2 separate regions of the Arabidopsis thaliana genome follow, and region 2 is linked to region 1. The links are chromatin contacts, called in public ChIA-PET maps. All regions are on one chromosome and are shown on one strand. The core of a region is the stretch at or near the end of the contact, and the rest is flanking DNA. Distances in the headings are between cores, read along the strand shown.

Region 1 (3,735 bases), core at 861-3,360:
TTGCTGAGCTTGGGGTCAGGTTTCATTGATTTCTCCCCTGGCTTCCATCCCGCAGGGCACACTTCATCCGGGTTTTCTTGAACATACTGTAATGCCTGCAAGACAACATCACAAGAAGCAACAAATAACGCATCTAAACCCTAAACCTCAAAAACAAATCTCTCTTTATCTATCTATCTCAATGATGTGATTTTTCTCTTTATTACCTGGAGGGTTCTCATTGTCTCATCAACACTTCGGCCAATACCGAGGTTGTTGATGGTGGAATGCTGAATGACTCCTTCCTTGTCTATGATGAAAAGCCCTCTCAGTGCAATGCCCTGTACTTATATATTAGCAAAATGCTTTGATTCAAAGTGGCTATACGTTACTTGAAAGAACACAAGTGGATTGGACTCAATGCAAGTATGATGCAACTATGTCAGAAGAAATCGTTTACCTGATCAGGGATGAGCACTCCAAACGATTTTGAAATGGATTTAGTGATATCCGAAACAAGAGGATAATTCAGATCACCGAGCCCTCCCGACTTTCTGTCTGTTTGGACCCACGCAAGATGCGAGAACTACATGAACATGGAATCAAACGTTCCATTATCCAAAAGAAAACGTTCCATTCGATTATCAGACTGCCACTTGCCAAGGTTCTGAGTACATCAAATACTTGAAACCATTTTTCAAAATGCTGAGACCAGAATGTTCTTTCTTGGTTCAGGTGGAGAAATAAAAATTTGACTTACCACACTGTCGACAGAGACCCCTAATACTTCGGTGTTTAGCTTCTCAAATTCTTCATAACGGTCACTGAAGGCAGTAATCTCTAGAATAAGCAAAGAAAAATTGGAAATTTCAGTGACTATGAGGGCGAGAGTTTCAGTTTTGAAGCTATTTCCTTAGCAGAATACTAACCAGTGGGGCAGACAAAAGTGAAGTCCAAAGGGTAGAAGAATAGAATAACATACTTTTTGCCAATGTACTCAGAGAGCTTCACCTGAAACCATGATTCATAGGTCGATTACTATCAGAACATTGCTCTACTGCATTGACCTTAGCTTATGACACTTAACTAACTAACATGTTAAATAAGGTTTGAATGGAATGAAAGTACCTTTATGAACTCTTGATCAAAAACTGCCTCAGCTTCAAAATCAGGCGCCTTATTACCGACCAGTGGTAAATCATCCTGCATTCATAAAACATATAAACACTAGTCAGTCATCGATCATCGAATTGTTTAACCACACAAAATGTTCTTTAACTGGTGTTCACTATCTATGCAGGGCTCAAAAGATTTCTGTGTATGAGCCAAATGTGAATCATATTAATTAATTTCAGATCATTTCCTCCCATCCCTAATTAAACCCGAAAGAAGGGTAACAAAAATGTCGCTCAATTCAAATCGCAGAACTCTAAAAAGTTTAAAGTTTAGTCTTTTATCCAATGATCTCAAAACCCTTAAGAGATAAGAAGCAGGAAAATAGTACGGATCCCATTATAACAAGCTAACGAATTCATACAACAATCATAGTGAATGAGAAGATGGAGCAAATACAAGAAATTTATGGCATTGCGAGTCAACTTACAGCCTGAGCCTTGACGGCGAAGTTCCGGCGTGAGGCGGAGCGGTTGGTGGTGAGGGAACCGAGACTGGAGAACCCGGAACAGAGAGAAGAGGATGATGCCGAGGAAGAGGGTATGATTCTGGGGAAAGAGACGGTAGGAGATAAAAGAGAAGACTTGGAGGGAAGAAGAACCCTAGAGGAAGAGAGTAGGGTGGTGGAAGAAGAAGAAGCTATAGACGCCATTGACATTGACTCTGTTCTCTCTCTCTATCTCTCTGTGATTGGTTACTTAAAAAAGAGGTCTTGTGGTTTGGTTTGAGGATGAGGTGGATAAACGTGAGGGCGTGAGAGAGACGAATCGGATAGAGAAACCAAATAGCTGCTCTTCTAGATTTTTCAGACAAGAAGAAAGAAGTGGAATGTTCGATGAACCGGAACGACACCGTGTTGATGATCATACTTTGATAATTAAATCAAAATCTATTTTTAGGCTGGTTGGATTTCCGAATATATTTCCATCTAATCTTCACATCAAAAATAGTAATCAATCCTTAAATTTTGTAATTTGCCTACTATCTTCCATTCCAATCATAATAATTAAGAAAATACAAATAAAGTAAACGTATCTCTTTACTAATTAATACAACACAAGATAGTGACAAATGTACATATCATAGAGATCAATAATTGGACCTCCTTCCTTACTTTAAACACTCGCAAAACCCAATCAGCCACAAACTCACAAACAAACCAAACAAAAAAAAAGAAGAAGAAAGACTATGGAGATTCCGCCGTCACAATCTCCGGCGACTCAACTCCGCCGTACAAAATCCATATCCAACATGACGACTCTAACTCCTCCAGAAGTTCCTTTCGACATAGCTTCAACGCCGCCGTCTTCGTTCGATTACGAGCTCATCTCCGTAAAACCATCCTCTTTCGTAGCTTACACTTCTCTCAGAGATATCATCTCTTCTCCGATTAACTCTTCACTCAATTTACCGTCGATCAACGGTAGCTGCTCTCCTGTTATATCCACCGCCGCCGGAGATATCTCGATTCGTAACCGTCTCGTTAAGCAAGCTGCTTTGTCTTATCTTCAACCAACGGTGCTTACTTCGTCAGATGATTCTGCTGGTTCTCAATTCTTCCGCCGCGTTTGGCTTCACTTATCCGCCGGGTTTCAGTTCTTGCGACGTGTGTTTGATTGGATTTTTCAATCGTTTCGTGTTCCTTTGATTGTCAAATAAACTTTGATTTGGTGAGAAAATTGGATTTTTCATGAATTGAATTGTATACAATAAAGTGTTACAATATTCAAAACATATCAAAGGAAAAATCTTTTTTTTTTTGTTCGTCTGTGGTCAATTTGAAGTCATGTGAAACTCCGGTTAACCGGCGGTTTAAAAACCCGGTTATTGAGATTGTGGCTTAGAGTAGTATAGCAGGCACCTTCTAACGGAGAAACATTAAAGAAGTTCTTGTTTGTTGTTGATCTTTTGACTTTGATTGGTTTTTATTCTGTAGACAAAGGAAGTGATGGATTTGGTGAGAGTGCTCTGATGCAGTAAAGCTTGAGGATGTATATGTTTGTTTTGAATACCTTATAGATGGTGAATTGTTGTTGCAATTGCTTGAAGATTTGGAGGCTCCAGTGGAAGATACATTGCAGTAGTTGAGCAATTACTAAATGTCCTCTTATCTTTAAGACAGAGATTCCTTGATCGATGTCAGATTCATGTTTTGACATGTATGGACATAGTAGCTTCTCGTAGACATAGCTAAGTCCCTGTTAGAAACCAAGAGAAGAAGATTGGTCGTTTTGTGAATCTAAGAATGAGAATGAATTCTCATTAGATTTTTATTGCATTGTACTGTAGTTAGTACCTGTGATTTCGGGTAACATAAGTAGATGAGAAGAGCGATTTTGATCTCTCCGTAGAGTGGTAACCTGCGGATAGATGAGATGAATCAGAAGGTTTCATACAATAAAGAAGCATATGATGGAGATTTGAAGTTTGACATATAAGTACTAACCATGATACAATGATGTCTCCTATCCTTTCGAAAACAGTAAGAAGAGCCACCAAGATCCTACAAATCAAATTCGGATTTTTGATAAGATGGTTATGAGAATAAGATACCCTTATCCAAAAAAGGAATCTTCTTTATTA
Region 2 (3,735 bases), core at 361-2,860, 33 kb before region 1:
AAACAAATACGCCGACTTCTCACCGTCACCAAACTTAACGGAACCATCAGCTTCCTTAGCCGCAACCTTATGAGGAAAACGCAACGTATCGAACTTCACCTTCCCAAATCTCCTAACAGAATTGTACATACTCTCCTCCGTTTGATACTCAGGGATTATATGGTAGTATACGATCTGCTCCGGTGCTCCTGGCTCACTCAGCTGATCCGTGGTCAATTTCGCCATTGCTTCATCGTTAGGAGCCAAAACCGTTAACACATAGCCTTCTGACACCAACCGTCCCATCTCTGTCGCGAGTGACGTCAGATTCACGAGAATATCTGCCATCTCGTTGTAACCGCCGTAATGTAACAGTGTATGGATGAAATCTTTGACTTGAGCCTCACCGTCGAAGTGGTGCTGCTTGCCTCCAGGTCCCGGAGCTGGTGCCGGAGCTAGCGACGGACCAGGGGCCATAGCGGATTGGATCGGAAGAGCTGGTGGAGATCCGGCGGGTACTGGAGCTGCGGGTTTCTTGAGACGGTTGGTTCTCGGGTCAACTTCAGGAGCTCCTTCAGGTAAGACGGCGGAGATTGATTGAAGGCTACGACGGCGATTGAAATCTTCTTGAACAGAGCGAGGAATGAGAAGCCGTTCAATCCCGTGGATCAATCCGTCGGGTCGGGTCAAATCATCGGGTCGGATAATCTCAGCTAAATCAACCATCTTTTTTCCTTGTCCGTTGCTCAAACGGACCTGATCGTTCCCTAGCGTGTGGTGCTTGACCCGACCCGATTCTTCTGAAGGCCATTGGTTCGACCCGACCCGATTGGGTATAATGTGGAACATGAGGAGTGTTTGCAGAGATTTGAGATTACCTGGCTCGAGCAAGAACCGCTTGAACTCAGGGTCAAGGTCACGCTCAAGAGCTTCATTGCGAGGAGCAAAAATGGTAATATTGTGACGACCAACAGCGTCTTCAAGTGTCTGAAGGAGAAGAGCTTTCTCGACGAGCTCAGCTAGCTCAGTGTAACGAGAGTCAAGAAGAGCTACGAGGACAGAGTTGGAGTTGATCTGACCCGACCCGGAAGAAGGAGACTGGTTCTTGGATAATGCAGATGCGGCGGAGAAGATTAGGACGGAGAAGAAGAGAAAGAGATGAATGACGGCGGAGCCACCATAGATGCGGCGATCCATGGAGCTCTCTCTCTGTAAGATCCGATTATCAGAAAGATGGAACAATAAATTTTCTTTATTTTTTTTGGTGAAAGAGTTTACTTTCTTTTCTTTAATTTTTCTTGAAGTGTCGGCGATGGCAAGTGGAAGTGTTAAAGAAAAAGAGATGAGTTTGGTTGTGTTGTCTATGTTGTGTAGTTTTGGGTTTTCCGACTTTTCGAACCAGGCTGGTTATGGGGACCACACCAAATTTTATAATTGTTGCTGACTTTGCATGTTTTCACCTCTCGACTCGACTCGGCTCGGCCTTGGCTTCTACTTCCTCTTATTACTCTTTCTTTATTTCTTTTTTGGTTTTAAGCCAATGTTCACAAGAATTATGTAATTTTGGTGAGAGGAAATAATGTGTGAATGACTGAATGAATAAGTGTGATGATACTTAACTTGAAAGTGAAATTAGGACAAGGAAAAAGGTGAAAAGAGGCATGTGAGTTATGATGGAAGCAAAAGAAAGAAGCTGAGAGAGGAACGCGTGGCTCTGTCGGTTTGGGACGTAAACATCCATCTGTAGAGTTTGTGAATTGAGTAAATGACCCTCGTCGGAAAACTTACTTCCACGCGCCATATTTGTGCGTAAAGGCCACGCTACTAAACAAGCATCTATTCTGTCGTCTAGCATTTTTACTAAAAGAGCGAATATCTTGTTTATTATAACCCCACACAGACACAAGTATAACCTTTTGTGGGCTCAAATTGGGCTTTTGGCCTGTTTGTCTTATTTAGCACATATAGTAGATTGTAGTCGTACAGTTAATGGGTTTTGCAAAATAAACATTTTCTTAGTGACGCAAATTACAATTGAATGAAAAAAAAGTGGCACTTCAAAAATATATGGATCACGTAAATCCTATAAATATCTTCTCGCTTTCCACAACAAAAGAGATCCGGAAATATTCAAAAATCACAAGTCCACCTTTCTAATTAAAAACAACTAGTTCAATCTTCAATATATAGAGGTTTTCAGTGAACGTCCCTGGAATCTCTCCGTCTTTAATACTTCTCCATCTCCATAGCTCACACTATTGCAGATTAGGTCATGGTCTCATGGACTATCCTCAAACTGACCTAGAATTCAACATTTTTATAGTTTCTCCTGCTTTTTCCATTTCACGACCAGTAAAGTAATCCAAGCCTTGCCTTAATAGCACAGGTTGGTTGCTGCTCGCTCACGCCTCCAAACAAAAAAATAGTTTTTCAACTTTTTATAATTAATTAATTACTAGCATAGTTCATTCATTGTTGAATCAATCTCCGGGAACACTTTATTTATTCATGTGATATTAGTTTGGCATGAAGATTTTAACTCTTTATATGTCTTAAATGAAGGATATACAGCGACCACATATTTCGATTGGGTTAGGTTTGCTTATGTGATATGAGGGAGGAGTAAAAAGGAATTTAAATGTATAGGAGTATTTAATTTTTCTTTACCTTAATGTTGTGGAAAGACATTTTAAGACAAAAAAAAATTGCATGGGATTCAACGCATAGCAAAATCCATGGAGAATTGTCTTATCACAGCTCCATTTCATGTGTATGACAATTGAAACTAAACAAATCTGTATTTATAAAAAGAGATAAAAGAGGAAATAAAAGAAGAGTCAATAAATATGGAGAGGAAAGTAATGGTTGTGGTAGGAACTCTGTGAAATCAATGTAAAGGGAAAAACAAATCAAAAGGTCCCCCACATAAAATCAAAAGGTAAAGAAAGAAAAGGACAGTTTACACGAAGAGTCACACTGTACTCTGGCCTCACATGAAACCCTAATTACTTAACTTTATTCACTTTTTTTCACTCAATGTCCTTTATTATTTTACCACCTGACCTGACTCTCTCTCTCTCTCTCTCTCTCTCTCTCTCTCTCTCTCAAGCCCTAGACTGTCACACCTATTATAGATAGCTTATACCAGCTATATTCCATATCCCACGCTTCTTCCGAATCTATTTACTGGATCCTGCTCTTTATATGATCCCAACTAAAGCACGTCTTAATCAATACATTTTCAAATGTTATAGACTTATTATAGTACAAAACTAGCTAATCTCAATACATTATAATGGTATACGGTATCAAACCACTGTTTTTCTTCACAGTGATTGATCCTACTTAGACTGTTCAATATGGCATGTATGCCACGTTCAAACTCAAACAAATGTCTTTTTCTTTTTTTTCAGTTCAATATTATCATACATGTGATGTGAATTCATAGATTATTGTGTAACCTAGATATGCACATAAGATTACGTACGTTACCATAAGTTTTGATCCAATACAGTTAACTTAGTCCATGAATCTATATGATTCATGCACATGATTTATATGCCTTATAAATCATATTCACTTTAAATGTTAATCATACTCACTTTAAATTTGCTTTTGAGTATTATTTGACTTGTAAAATGATTTGTTTTCGTATCTCCGAAAAAGTGGTGTACAAGTGTTGTTGGAGTAGAGATCTTCACCTAGTGGACGTCTACTTGTACGGCTAAACATAACTACCTAGTTCAAGGAAACGAT

Evidence for each region. ChIA-PET counts read pairs in DNA pulled down with a chosen protein or histone mark.
Region 2: an H3K4me3 ChIA-PET map of shoot shows a contact between it and region 1, with 13 read pairs. The contact joins the promoter of FLA17 here to the promoter of 2-Cys Prx B in region 1.

What each region holds. Positions count from the first base shown.
Region 1 is chr5:1,917,455-1,921,189 of TAIR10.1, reverse strand. 2-Cys Prx B (2-cysteine peroxiredoxin B) reads right to left here and starts at 2,110. Exons shown (of 7, transcript NM_120712.4): 1 at 1,583-2,110; 2 at 1,108-1,182; 3 at 909-990; 4 at 740-819; 5 at 440-565; 6 at 207-320; 7 at 1-95. The coding sequence starts at 1,810. It overlaps AT5G06280, which reads left to right and starts at 2,303. Exons shown (of 2, transcript NM_120711.2): 1 at 2,303-2,822; 2 at 3,089-3,549. The coding sequence starts at 2,341. The coding sequence ends at 2,811. It also overlaps the pseudogene AT5G06278.
Region 2 is chr5:1,950,380-1,954,114 of TAIR10.1, reverse strand. It overlaps FLA17 (FASCICLIN-like arabinogalactan protein 17), which reads right to left and starts at 1,610. Exons shown (of 3, transcript NM_120722.4): 1 at 1-1,610. The coding sequence starts at 1,176.